Regions from separate parts of the Zea mays genome. Here region 2 is linked to region 1. A link is a contact called in public Hi-C data. All regions are on one chromosome and are shown on one strand. Each heading gives the region's core, a stretch centred on a gene start, on an enhancer-like site or on the middle of the called end of the contact. The rest is flanking DNA. Distances are from core to core; before and after follow the strand shown.

The links. A called contact is a pair of places that touch in the nucleus more often than the background predicts.
Region 2: a contact with region 1 is called in a Hi-C map of bundle sheath, with 4 times the contacts expected there. The contact joins the promoter of LOC100277582 here to the promoter of LOC100193930 in region 1. A contact is called at or near these places in 14 of 25 Hi-C or Micro-C datasets (bundle sheath, ear, endosperm and 4 more) and 1 of 3 datasets of contacts at active chromatin or transcription factors (leaf).

What each region holds. Positions count from the first base shown.
Region 1 is chr4:221,351,895-221,354,805 of Zm-B73-REFERENCE-NAM-5.0, forward strand. It overlaps LOC100193930, which reads left to right and starts at 1,494. Exons shown (of 5, transcript NM_001370801.1): 1 at 1,494-1,785; 2 at 2,896-2,911.
Region 2 is chr4:221,484,850-221,487,760 of Zm-B73-REFERENCE-NAM-5.0, forward strand. It overlaps LOC100277582, which reads left to right and starts at 1,472. Exons shown (of 1, transcript NM_001151100.2): 1 at 1,472-2,911. The coding sequence starts at 1,711.

The DNA of each region.
Region 1 (2,911 bases), core at 244-2,743:
ACAGCTAGTCCACTTTAGCCAAACGAGACATTTGCTGAGTACGTTGATGTGTACTCACCCTTGCTTTACAAACCACCCCACCCCAGGTTGTCCCCACTATACTCAGTGCTCAGGAGGAGATGTTGGTAACATGGAGGACTTTGAGGAGTTCCAGGACTATGACGAATTCTAGTTTACTCTAGTGGCAAACCCCCAGTCAGCTACTTGTGTAGGCTTATCTTCTACGTTTCGTTTATCTGCACTTTGATATTATTGTTGAACACTATAGATATGTATTAGACTCTGTGAATGTCTTGGACATCTTGATGTAATTAAAGTACCTTTCCGTTATTTATTTCGAGCATTGTGTGATGATGTCCAATTATGTAATCGCTGTGTACGTGAGTTCTGATCCTAGCATGTACATGGTTCGCATTCGGTTTACCTTCCAAAACCGGGTGTGACATTGTAATCTTCTTCGTCTTTTAGTTTATCAATTCATCACACATAATAGAATGTAGGGTATTACACGCTCCATGGTTTAAACCTCTCGAAACTATCGTGCTAGTATTAGGCTGTAGCTAGGTTCAACACACAACCAAACTACATCTGCACTCTATCTACAACCTTTTTCATCTTTAAGCTATATTTTTGGCACCCTGGTTCAACCTTTATTATGTATCTAAACACGTAGATTTAGATAGAAAATATATAGCGATCTATAATTTGAAGCAGAGGATGATACTTCTATTATACATGTTGGTCTCAACTAGTGGATTCTTTAAGTTTATATTGTTTAACCTCCTCTTAGTTTATTTCTAGATCCAGAAAGCTAAGCCAAATTTTAGGGCCTGTTTGGTTAGGTTGTTGGTGTGAAAAAAGTCGTTGTGGTTGTGAGATGTGAAAAAAAGATGTAGACTATCAACGGTAAAAAAAGTTGAAAGCCGTTTGATGAAATTGGTTGTGGCTGTGAGAGTCGTGGATGAGCGAGCGATAGGACTGTCGGTCAGGTGTAATGGAAAAGAACCAAGTGGTATTTTCCACTTGCTAGTGGCAGGTCAGTAATATTTACAAAGTTTTTATACTCCGAAAAACCATTGAAAGAAGATCTAAAGATAGTTTTAATTTGCCACTCGAGGAAGTTAGCTTTAGAAAAAAAGCTACTGAAATAGGATCTAATTTGACTTTTAGCTTTTGGAGGGTAGAAGCCATAATCAAAATGTAAACCAAGCACTTTAGCTACTGTTAGGATACCTCTAATAATATTACTAATTTTATTTTTTTTATTTTAAACTCTATTTTATAAACAATACATAACCATATACATGATCTGGCCCTTATACGATTGCCGTCTAAAATTTGACCGGCCATAAAAAATTGACAAGAGCCAACTCCCAACGGCTATCTCTATGTCTACTGACTCTACTCCAATGCGCCACTACAACGCGTATCCCGTTCCGTTGTGTAATAATAATGTGTTATGCATCTAGTACGGAAAATGACACGGGAGGAGGCGCATCCGCTACGCGCACACGAGCTGTGCGGTACTGCTCGCTCATGCAGCCACTGCCACGCTACCACCGCTTCCTTTCCTCTTCGGCTGCTCCGCCTCGCCTCCCAGTTCACAGCCCCTCCCAGGCTCCGAATCGGCGGCCACTTCTCATTCCTCACTTCCGTCCTCGCGCACCACCCCCTCCATCCGTTCCGGATGGTGCCTTCGAAATCCCGTCCGGCGCCCTAGCGTAGCTCGGGCTCGGCCAGGCTCCGGGCCCGCCGCGCCGTTCCGCAGTCCAGCTCCACCTCCAGGTGCGTGCCACGCAGATCCGTGCCGCCTCCGCCGATTGTAGAGGGTTTGCGTTGTTGCGCGTTTTCAGTTTGGTTTACGCGGAAAAGAGAGGTTTCTTTAGTGCTTTTCTCCAGCCGATTCAGCCGGTTTGGTGGATGCTGATGGATACTAGCTCGTTTTAGGTAAATTTGGCGCGATTTGTGTGAAAAGTAGGCGCTTTTGACTGTTCACTTCGTTATTATGTTTCGTACAGATGCGGTTGCTAGAGAAAGATTTTCTACTCATTTTGGGGCAGCCTTCATTCATCGAATGTAGTGGTTAGTGAAACGCAATACTAGATAGATGTTGTTGTACCCCTGCCCGGCGTAAATAATTGTGCCTGTGGGCTGTGGTCATTTTCGTGTGCCTCCTAAGTTAAATCTGAACTGTTTCTCTTTAGGCAATCTCTAGTAGCACTGTTGGTCTGATATGAACTTTATTTACATGTGATGCATATGCTTCTGCTATTATTGTACTGTCTTGTCCTTTTTTTTCTGTAGTGGTTACTAGTGGAAGTTTAGCACACTGATTCCGTCATAGTGGGATCCTTGCCAAATGAAGTGTCCATCCAACCAACCCAACTAACTGTACTGAAATCTCATTGCTTTCAGAATGGTACGGTTAGTAAATTGAGGTTGGTGGTGGGTTGGTGGCCATACTAGGGGAAGGTACGTGTTTGTTCTTTATAGATGGTGACTTGGTTTCAACCTGAGGGTTTTGCCCTTGATGATAGGTTGTCATAGAATTAGTGGGATATATGATGGTTTAATCACAGTGACTAAAATCTGGATTCTAAATTGCTAATAGTAGAAACAGTAGCTATCTAGTGCCGGTAGTGTTTGGGGGTGTCTTTTGGGCTATGCTGATGTGGTGGGTTGGAGTTGATATTGTGGTTGTTTTGTATGGCACATTGTTCAAATACTGCCAATATGAGCTACTTTTTATGTTTCATTTTTCCTCGAGGTAGGTTAGTAGATGTCTGGAATGGATATTGCCAACTAAATGTTTTTCCTGTTTCTTAATGAAATAAATGTTTTCCTGTTCCAGGGATATTTTTGAATTGTTACTAACAGACTAATTTTATCTTCTAGATCTTTTCTTGAGTTT
Region 2 (2,911 bases), core at 222-2,721, 130 kb after region 1:
CAGGCGAGCATCGAGGACCGAGCTGCTATAGGCTGCAACCTGCAAGCCTGCAGCGCGGAGCGCCGGAGCGCACTGCGGTGGCGCGGCGCTGTGCGGCTGGCTTTTAGGCTTTGCCTTTGCGGCTTTGCCTGTGCTGTGCGCCGACGACGGACAGATGGCAGGTCGGCAAGAGCGCTGCCGCGCTGGACGCCGAGGCAGTGAAGAGCGGAGTACTGTGTAGTGAACTGCGGGGATGCGGCTGCGGACTGCGCGGATGGCGCTTGCGGGCAGATGACGCTCGGTCGCTGAGAGCCTGAGACGGATGAGTGATAACCTAATCTCTATTTAGGCCGGTTCAAGATATTGCCTAGACAATACTGAACCATATTGAGCTCTCCACACCTGTGTAGCCCCATTTCAGTGCTGTGCTTGAACTCCCTCCTCCCTGCTCGCTTCCTAGCAGTGCCCGGCCCCACCGGATCAATCACGAGTAACGGCGACCAGCAGACCAGACACAGCCGTGTCCGTGTCCGTGTCCGTGGACGCGTGCCCCACTCCGGCCCGGGTCTCTCGCCCACTCCCCTGCCGCCGGCTCCCGAAACTACCCCGGGTCGGCCGCCGACGCCCCGGCACCAGGCGAGGGGCAGCGCCGTAACCTCTCTCGCTCGCTCGCCCGCCCCCCGCGTCGCGTGCGCGTGTGCTCGGCTACCCACGCGGACCGCGTCCGCCGCGGTCACAGTGCTGGTTGCTGGTTGCTACCTCCTCGACGACACAAACAACTCGGTTTCTTTTACTAATCCTATCCACAATTCCAAATCCTCTCCCTCGTCCTGTTGATCGCTGAACCCTGACCAGACCTGGCCGTGCGGAGGATTTTTAGACTAGTCGGATTGGTGGTCTCCACCGTCCATAGCGATCCCGTCACTTCAGATAGTTTAAACTAAAACCAACACTTTATCTTTTATATCAAAGAAGAAGCAAACGAGTAGAATAATGCTCCGTCTGCAAGCACGAGCTGCACGGCACGATGTGATCGCGGCCTGCTGCTTGCCACTGCGCCCAATAGTCTCGTCCTCACGCTTCTGGGCTTGTGGTTAAAGGTCGCAGGGAGGGCGCATTTACTTAGCGCTTATTAATCACTCTGCCGTCTCCATCTCTAGCTCTCTGCACGGTTAAAGAAACAAATGTCAAATAGTGCTTCAAGTTTCATTCATGAAAATACAGCGAGTATACTGCTACACCATATAGTAGATCCACACAAGGAGTCGTGAGCAGCGGCCATAGCAAGACCTCCAAACAAAAAAAAAAGAAATTCTAAACAAAAACCGGAAACATTCCGAAACCAGAGGAATATTTGCGCCCACAAAAATAATACTACTCCAACCGCCATGATTAGCCCTGACGATGACAGCTTCGGACCCTTTCTTCCCCAACCTTCCCAAACCAATAAACTAATCTCCCCTCACTGATCGCGCTATCCCCCACTTATATACGTACCCACCACGCCACCCTCCCCATCACCATTCACTCATCCACCACCACCAACGGCGCCGCAACCCCCACGCAATCTCACCGGAAAAACGCCTCCTCCAGTTGAGCTGAGCCTGAGCTGCAGCTGAGCCGCCATGTGCCCGCGGACCCACTGAGCCAAAACCCCTCGACCCCGCCCCCACTGCAGGCCGTTCCCTTTCCAAGATCCGCGCTTTGATCCGTCCGCCGCCGCCCGAGACCATGCCGGCCACGGACCTCCAGGGCTCCTCCCCGTTCTCCTCCTTCGGCCGCACCCTCCTCTCCCTCCGCCGCGACGCCCCGGCGTCCGCGTCCGCGGCGGCTGCGATGCCGCCGCCCGGCGTCGACCCGGAGCTCGAGGAGTTCCACGCCCACGTCGCCGCGCACCTCGCGGACCTGAGCGGCCCCGGCGCTGCTGGGGAGGAGGAGTTCATGTCCATCGCGTGGATCCGGCGCCTGCTGGAGGCGTTCCTGCTCTGCCAGGAGGAGTTCCGGGTGGCGGTGGCCGAGGCGCGCCGCCGCCGCGCCGGGGCCACTCCCCCCGCCGGCGAGAGGCTGGTGGCCGAGTTCGGCGACCGCGCCGTCAAGGCCCTCGACGTCTGCAACGCGGCGCGCGACGGCGTCGACCAGGCGCGCCGCTGGGAGCGCCTCGCGGGCATCGCGGCGTCCGCGCTGCTGGCGCCCGCCGACGGCCAGATCCACGAGGGCCAGCTCCGTCGCGCGCGGAAGGCGCTCTCGGACCTCTCCGTGCTCCTCATCGACGACGCCGCAGCCGCCGCCGCCACGGGGCCCGCCGGCGGGCTCGCCTCGATCCTCGCGTCCCACCGCAACCGCTCCTTCGGCCGCGCGCGGGCGTCGCCGTCCCGCGCCTCCTCCTCCTCGTCGTCGTCCTCGTCGCCCTCCGCGCACTTCCGCTCGCTCTCGTGGAGCGTGTCCCGCACCTGGTCCGCGGCGCGCCAGCTACAGGCCATCGGGGCCGGCCTGGCCGCGCCGCGCGCCAGCGAGGCCTCCTGGAGCCTCGCCGCGCCGGCGTACGCCATGGGCTGCCTGCTCCACCTCGCCGCCTGGGCGCTCGTCGCCGCCGTCCCCTGCCCGGACCGTGCCGCCGCGCTCCAGGCGCACCACCTGCCGGCCGCGCCGCCGCGCGCCGCGTTCCCCTGGGCGCCGCCGCTCCTCGCGCTCCAGGAACGCCTCGCCGAGGAGGGGAAGCGCAAGGACCGCCGCAATTCGTGCGGCCTGCTCAGGGAAATCCACGCGCTGGAGAAGTGCGCGCAGAGGCTCGCGGAGGCCATCGATGCCGCGCCGGTCCCACTCACCGGCGAGCGGGAGGCCGAGGTGCGGGAGGCTGCAGCCCAACTCGCCGCCGCCTGCTCCGCCATGAAGGACGGGCTGGACCCGCTGGAGAGACAGGTCCGCGAGGTCT